Linked DNA regions of Triticum aestivum: region 1 is linked to region 2. The links are chromatin contacts, called in public Hi-C maps. All regions are on one chromosome and are shown on one strand. The core of a region is the stretch at or near the end of the contact, and the rest is flanking DNA. Distances in the headings are between cores, read along the strand shown. Region 1 holds the start of LOC123182606 (probable xyloglucan glycosyltransferase 7). Region 2 holds the start of LOC123182605 (TLC domain-containing protein 4).

What was found. Hi-C and Micro-C count contacts between places; a contact is called where the count stands out from the background.
Region 1: a Hi-C map of leaf shows a contact between it and region 2, with 2.8 times the contacts expected there. The contact joins the promoter of LOC123182606 here to the promoter of LOC123182605 in region 2. A contact is called at or near these places in 2 of 5 Hi-C or Micro-C datasets (both in leaf).

Annotation. Positions count from the first base shown.
Region 1 is chr1D:427,090,649-427,095,026 of IWGSC CS RefSeq v2.1, reverse strand. LOC123182606 (probable xyloglucan glycosyltransferase 7) reads right to left here and starts at 2,336. Exons shown (of 5, transcript XM_044595241.1): 1 at 1,260-2,336; 2 at 376-684; 3 at 1-260. The coding sequence starts at 2,015.
Region 2 is chr1D:426,288,668-426,292,601 of IWGSC CS RefSeq v2.1, reverse strand. It overlaps LOC123182605 (TLC domain-containing protein 4), which reads left to right and starts at 2,027. Exons shown (of 9, transcript XM_044595239.1): 1 at 2,027-2,324; 2 at 3,056-3,216. The coding sequence starts at 3,082.

The DNA of each region.
Region 1 (4,378 bases), core at 1,087-3,586, 800 kb before region 2:
CCCTTGAGATGTGCTCGGACAGCAATGTCCATGTCCTCCACCGTTGTCCTCTCCATCCAGCCACCGGAGTCCTCAAGAGCCTTGATTCTCCACACTCCAGCAGTCCCATTGAACCCGAAGAAGTTGAGAAACGCTCCATTCACTTGCTGCTCCACCTCGAAGTGGAAGCACAGGTTTATGTTCTGTAATCTAGTCAACAGGTTCTCATCGTTGTTCACGAAAGACCATCTTGCCTGAACCAACCCAACATCGTCCTTCCCCTGTAGGTTGCACATCGAATTTGTCAGGACAAAAACATAACTGATAGGATTGAATGTCAGATAAATGAAGCAGCAATACAACCACATCAGTAAGAATTGCTCAGTCGAGTCAAACCTTGAAATGGGGCATGGCGCGCTTCAGGAAATCCGCCTGTGGCTGGAAATCGGCATCGAAGATGACAACGTATTCATAGTCTTTCACATAGCTGCAGTTCATTGCTGATTTGAGGTTTCCAGCCTTGTATCCGTCCCGGATCACCCGGTGCCTGTATACTATGCGCACGCCCTCCCGCTGCCATTTCTCAACCTCCTCCTTGATGAGCGCCGAGGTGGTAGCATCATCGGAGTCGTCCAGCACCTGCACCAAGAAATTTGACCTTGGCCAGTCGAGAGCGCAAATTGCGCCAATGGATTGCTGGTAGACCTGCAGACATCCAAATGAAATAAGTTTATTGAACCGGACTACAACTTTTTACAACAACAAATTACCTATAAGATTTTCCCAAAAGAAGTGTACTAGTAGTTGATTGAAAATTTTAGTATCTTTTCTTAGCCACTTCCCAAATTAAGTAGTGCGCCATAGCTTGTCACCTTGATCTCCAATCACATGCCTCCTCAATTATTATCTGGTGACCGGTGACGACAAAGTTCTAGTCCGAGATTTGGATTAATAAGTGTGCCTTAAAGAAAGTAGAGATGATATGAATCCCAACCGCAAACCAAATTCGGCCTTTTGTAAAGCAAATCACGGAGTTTGTTGTTGGTATGAGATTCATATGAAGTACGAACACATCAACGTCAGAGAGCATCAGAGTTGTGGTTGGAGAAGTCAGGACAAAGATCCGAACAAAATGCAGTCTACGCTTAACCCGAATCCCCAGACGGTAGCATCTTCCCCCACTCTACCTGGAATTTAGGCTGTCCTAGTCGAATACTGAAGCTCCAATTGCAGCTCAAGATCGATTGGGAAGCAAGAAGCAGATGATGATTGGAGCTTACCTCTCGCTCGTTGCACATGGGCATCTGCACGAGGACCATGGGGAAGTCCTCGTCGCCGGCCTCGACGTCGTCCTTGTCGGCGGCGATGGGCACGGGCTTGATGCCCCGGAGCTTGATCCAGAGGCAGCCGAGGCAGAGGACGAGGCGGTCGACGCTCTGGATCATGAAGAGCACGACGCAGGAGTTGGTGAGGAACTGCAGCGGCGGCGCGATGTACTGGAGGCGGACGCGCATCCAGCCGGCGTAGGCGGAGGCGGCGAGCCCGTCGACGGCGAGGAGGCCGTCCATGGCGAGCTGGCCCGGCATCTCGGGCATCTCGGGCATCTGGAGGTGCCAGCCCTGGAGGTAGGCGGCCACCTCGACGGCGAGCAGCAGCATGGAGAGCACAACGAAGAGCCTGAGGCAGCCGTAGAAGCGCGCGCGCAGGGCCGTGCTCTCCCCGGGCGCGGCGTCCCCGTCCGTCCGTCCGGCCGCCACCCGCCGGCGCGCGGCGGCGGCGACGGCGAGCGCCGCGGAGGCCGCCCCCGTGAGGCGCCCCGCCGCGCGGTGCGCCTTGAGGAGCAGCACCCAGGTGATCTGGCGCGCGTTCTTGCCGCGCCCGGCCTTGCCGGCCGCCAGCCCCGCCGGCGACCCCGGCACCGCCTCCTGCTCCATCTCCGAAATCGACCAGTTGGGGTTCTCCATCTTGACCACCACCGGCGTCCCGCCGCCCCCGTCGCTCAGCCTCGCCTCCCTCCCCCAGAACGACGGCGCCATTGCCACCCTTGGTCAACCTCCGACCTCAGACAAACGACAGCAGCAGCAGCAGCCAAGAACTCTCCCAGGCAGCCCACGAAGAATGGCGCTTCTTCCTGCTCCTCCTCGGCGCCGCTTTACCCGCTCATAGAGGACATCAGCTGGACGCCCTTAATAGCCCCCCTGGAGGACGGACGGACGCACCCGCCAGAGCACGCAGACTAGCAGGCCACGAAGAGGGGAGGGGGGAAGAACAGCTCACCACGTCGCTCGCTCTCGCGCTCCAGGATACGATACGAGCTCCCCCTCCCCCGCTTTGTTTATTTGTAGCCTCGCCACCGCCGCGTCGACCCCTCCTACCGCCCGACCCGGCGGAATAAAAAACGCTTCTTTGGCGCCCCGAGACGCGCACAGGCGCGCACACGACCGACCCGCCCGCCCGGCCGTGGTGAACCGAAACGAGCAGCGGAGCCGGTGCCGGGTTTGGACGGACGCTTCGGCGCTGCTTCTGGCGAGATGAGATCAACGTGCGTGGGCGCGGTGCGTGGCGAGGCGAAGGAGTTCGGCGCACGTCGGTGTATTCGTTGCGTGCGGTTGGGCTGCGGCCTGGGCTGTCGCCTGTCGGTGCCACGGCAGCCGGCGCGCGCTCTGGCCGGCAGCTTGCTACTACGTGCTGCATGCCGCTGCCGCGCCGGTCAAAACGGCCGAGCGGTCAGGGTCCAAGGTGGGAAATTCGGGGTGCATGGGGGCGGATTATGGGCCAAAAATATTGGGGGAAAGGGCAAAAAAGGCCGGGATCAGATTAGATCTGCGCCACTTGGCTGGAGATGGGGACAAACTGAGCCGCGATTCTATTAACAAACGTAATCCGTGGTAAACAACAAAAGGGAAAGTGATCAGCCGAATCTCTGAATACCGGGGACAGGATTAGCATCTGCAACTAAACAGACAAATAGGCACACAAACGTGGAGAAGATTGACACGGTTCTGTCTGCAGCATTTTAACACGGGGAGTGCTGGAGGTACGTGCAAACTGGCAGGAAACGGTGGGTCAGGGTATCTCAAATGGCAACCCGTAAAAATCCTTCCACGTCTGTCCGCGGACAGGAACCAGTCCGAGGATACGGATGCGGGAGGACGACATCCAATGCTAGTAGTATATATTTCAAACTCTTTTTCGATAAACCGAATGAAATTCGTGCAAATAAGGCCGGATTCTATATAAACATTACGGATTTCATTATATTTACATCAAAGGGATGCTAGTCTGACTCTAAAGATATAGTTAATACCTAATCTAAATGGTCGCCGGCACGGCGGCACCCGTTCCCCGTGTCTGGCCATCAGCCCCGAGAACTGAAGCTTCACCAACTCCACTTCCGACTCGGCACTCTCCAGCTCCGCCTCAGTAACCTCCTCCTCCGGAGCCCCGGGAACTGAAGTTGTTCGCCTCCACATCGCCGCCAAGCGACTAATCGGCCGAAGATGGTGATCCCACCAAGCTTGGTGTCGACGGGAGGGGAGGAGCGACGGCCTTCCTGGGGCACAAGCGGCGGCGACCTACCGTGCACTACTCTTCCTCACTGTCGGCGACGCCCACGGACGTGCCGGCTTCTTCGTGGTTGTGGCGCGAGGGTGCGAACTCCTCGTCGTCGGTGTCGCCGAACAATGTCTCGCCCGCGTCGTCGTCGCACTCCTTGCCGGCGGCCGCCTTCTCCGCCACCCACTGCCGGTACCGCCAGCGGGCGAGGCGGATCCGTGCGCGAAGCGGTACGACTCGAGCAGCGCCACCTGCTTCGCCAGGTCTGCGTCCGGCGCGACCGCCCTGCCGGCGGCGACCTATTCCTCCGCTTGCAGATGCTCCTGGAGGAGGTTGTGGTTGCAGTTGGTGTCGGCCTGCGCCTCCTAGAACTGTTCCTCCCGCACCATGTCCATATAATGGGCACGGGCCTCACCAATGGTCGTGGTGCAATGCACCGGCAAGGGTGGAGCGGAGGAGGAGGGTGCCGCAGAGGAGAGGAGGGTGGTGCTGGCTCGTCGTCGGAGGTGTCCTCCATTTGCACGTCATCGTCAGAGGCATCCTCCAGCCGCCTGCCGGCCTGCCAGTCGGCAGCAATGGCGGCCATGGCCTTATTCTATTCCGACGTTAGCCCACCCTAGAGAACTTTGGCCGCGAAGGGATCCATGGTGGGGAGTGGTGCGGAGAGAGATGACTTTGGCTATGGCCGGGGCACCGGGGCAACAGTTTATATAGCACCGGCGGGTGGCAGAGGGACAGACGGGTGGCGCCAGAGGAGACGCCTCGGCAACCGCATGCCATCAATGCAGACGGACAGACGGGCGGCGCTCTCTCGGCCGGCGTGCCGCTTCAGTGCCGGCTCCAG
Region 2 (3,934 bases), core at 778-3,277:
CATAGTACATCCAATCGGCGTGATGTTCACCGGTAATGCCCCCAAAGCAGCTAGTCAATCAAATCATGCACATTTTTGCAGATGCTGGTGACCAAAGATATCTGTCCGCTGTCCTGGCCGCGTCATTCAGAGAAACAAGATCACATTTTCGTAACTCAACTTTTGCAAGTACTACTGGCTCAGATGAGCCCGGGTGTGACCATTAAAAGCGTTTTAAATAGCAAAAGAAATTGATTATTTTACGATACAAGATGTTCATGTGCGTAATGTCTGAAGCTTGGATATCCAAAGAGCTCATGACAAAAAAGACACATGGAATTTGTCTTTTTTGCCATGAGCTCCTCGAGTGCCCAAACACCCTAAAATTTTCACAAACATCATGCTTGAGCATCTTACGCCACACACATACAAAAGATTTCTTTTGACTTTTTCTGCATTTTTTTGTATTTTCACTGTTTATCATGTGTAGATGAGTCCAGACACCGAATTGAATTATTGATTTTGTGTCTACTTTTTCTTTTGCAGCCCTTTTAGATGCACATATGACTTATAAAATCTTTTTCTAAACTTGACAATAATGCTTGTATTTTTTGGGTTTATTTTAATCTTCTAGGTGATGTTTATTCAGACTTGGGGACCCTTCCGTTTCCTGCTCTGGTTCTAACACAATCTTCTAGGTGATGTTTATTTTAATTTTTTTAGACTACAAAGCACCTGTGGCAACTTCATCAATTTCAAGATGTTGTGTCGGCTTTGAATGTGGTAATAGGGTATGTGGGCATCTATGTTTGTAAGTACACCATGTTAGGGACCCTTCCGTTTCCTGCTCTGGTTCCAACACAATCGGCCTGCCTCCCCCAAGAAAAGTCTAGGGTTCCCCTGCCTCCCGCCGGCACCGCCGTCGGTCTGCCTCATCTTCGATGGCCTTAGGGCCATGGCGGCGCGGTGGATCTCGGCCTTCGTCGGCCAGAGGGCTTTCTTTTTATTTATATCTTCGCGTTTTGTTAGAGTTTGTGTCCTGCTCAGAAAGACGAGACGGCGGCGGCTCCCTGAAGATGGAATAAGATTCTCCCCACCTAGCCCCTGTTTCGATGGTGTGTCTAGCATCATCGGTGAGCGCGTGGAGGTGTGCCTTCGGCGGATCTGTAATTGGTGGATTTGCTTGGATCTAGTCGTAGTTCGTCTATGTTCATGTGTTTTCAGGTTGGATCCTTCCGATCTACGCTACTCCCTCCATTCCATAATGTAGTGCCTATAGATTTTTGTGGAAGTCAAACTTTGCCAACTTTAACCAAGTGTATAGAGAAAACAGTCTACATCTACAATATCAAACATGTACATTCTGAAAATATAACTCATGATGTATCCAATGATGTGCATTTGGTATTCTAGATGTACCTACATTTCTCTATAAATATGGTCAAAGTTTGTAATGTTTGACTTTCGCAAAAATCTATAGGCACTACATTATGGAACGGAGGGAGTACTATATATCGACGGCGGCTGCTGTTCTACTACGCTGGTCCTATGTGGTCTTAGCACGACGACTTACCGACTGTCTACTGCCACAAGTTTTGCCCGGCTCCGGCAAGGGAGGGGCAATGCTTCAGTACTTGTAGTCGTCACTAGGTAATCAAGGGATATGGATGTAATTTTTATTATTTCTGGTGTTTGTCGTAATGATCGAAGACGCATAGGTCGGATGTTTTCTAAAAAAAGGTATACCGTGTTAGAAAAAAACTAATTTAATGAAAACCATTCATGAACTTGTTTATTTGCACCGGCGGAACGAAGTGATGCCACGTGTCGCGGCCGGGGACGCGCACGAACGAGCGAGCGAGGCTTCGCGACCCGTTCCGATCGCCGTGTACTACTAGTTTCTCGAAAAGAAAACTAGCATCGTACTTTATTTATTTGTTTATATACTCGTATTTATTTAATTAACTTATTTCTCCGGCCGCGACAGCACTTTGCATTATTTATTGCTCCGGCCGCGTCGCAATAATGCTCCTGCCGTGGAGCGAAATCCTTCTCCCGGAATTTTCTCTCTTGCCGTGGCCCGTGGGCATCGTCTCGTCTGCGGATTCCTTCCATCCAGTCCAGCGCTTTCTCCTCGCTCCCACCCCACCCTTCCCCTCCAATAGCCAAGCAAGAACTGGGACACAAGCAAAGCTTTGCCAAGAGGACTACCACCAGAGGAGGAGACAAGGAATCCGCCGCGCTCGCTTCCCCTCCAGCCCAACCCCAACCCCAACCAGGCCCCGCGGCGACCACAAGCTCCTCCGCTCCCCGCAACCTCGCCTCGCCACGCTCAGGTCGGTCAGGTGAGCTCCCCCTCCCTCCCCCCTGCCCCGCTCCTTCTGCGCTTCAGCTTGCTCTGCTCGCGTGCTTGGAGGACTGGAACTGGAAGCTTGGATTCCGACTAATCTGTGGAGATTGAAAGAGGGCAGACCCGGTCCTGGCGGCGGTTTCCCGCGGGGGATTTGGGGAGCTCGGTTAAACCTCTTTTTTTTTTTGAACCTCTGGTATGTTGGGGGAGTGGGATCGACGGTAGAGACGCTGCTGCGCCTGATCTTTTATTAGTTGTAGTTCTAGCACGCGCTGGCTTGGCCACCTCACACACAGTCCACGGGCAGCGCGTCTGCTGCTTGTTACCGTCCTGGATGGATGGATACTGTACCTACTTTCTACCAGTTCAAGCCTGGTTTTCCCCTGATTGCAGCGGAACTTCACTTTTACTACAGTTGGTTGCATTTGCATGGGACAGGGCTAAATGCTGGCGTTTACTTCCACTTTTCGTCTTCTCTTGAGTACTAATTGTAGAAGAATCAAAACAAAACATGTCTTCTCTGATAGCGATTTGTCTCCTGAAATCGTTGATCCGTTACCCATGTGATGGAAGGTTGTTTGCTGTACCTGGCTGGAGATAATTGGGCCGGGACACCATAATTGTAGATATCGCGAAATGCTCATTAGTCCTGTGAGCTTTCATGCATGCACATTCTCAATTAGTAACTGCTGCTACTTAAATATCTCTGTCTGCTTTCTTCATTAGGCTGTTGAGTGGCCAGAAATCTGGATATGGATGTGCCTGCGGCTCCAGCCATGGCATTTAAAGCCTACAAGTACAAAGAGGTTCTTGTCAGGGACTACTTGCTCGCAGACTCGTATGCTCCATACGCTGCTGTGCTCGGGGGGATCCTGATGTGCAAATTGGTAATGTCATTCACCCTTGTTCTGTTAAGTCTTATGACCACTCTACTAGTAACCGTGCAATAACCTTTTTGTGTAGCATGTTGATTGGGCAAAAAATGTGTTAAACTTCTTTTCATGTTCATGTAGTTTGACTTACTGAGTTTCATGTGGGCGCTCAACTTTAATCTATTAATTAGAAAATGTTCTCATTATATTTTGAGTTTTTTTTTTCTGTAACATGTCAATTCGTATTGGTTTTATTCACCCTTTCCAAACCCGTGATTACACTGATGAGTGTAGATTAGGCGCCAGTTGAGCAAAGAAAATTTGCTTAGCAGTACATATTTGCTTATTAAGGTTTTGTATTTATTTGCAGATATACTTTATTTGTTTGACCTCAGTTCAGTATTCACTGTGACTTTATAAGCTAAGGTCAAATGTGATGCGGCTTTGAGCCCCACCATGTTATGGTTAAGCTAACGCAAACGGATTTTGGTTGAGCTAACTCAAATGTATTTTGGTTGAGCTAACTCAAACGCATCTTTGGTTGAGCTAACACAAATAAATTTTGAGTTTGATCGTATTGGTTTTATTCACCCTTCCAAACCGTGATTACACTGATGAGTGTAGACCAGGCACCAGCCACCAGTTGAACAAAGAAATTTTGCTTAGCAGTACATAATTGCTTATTAAGGTTGTATTTATTTGTAGATATATTTCATTTGTTTGACCTCAGTTC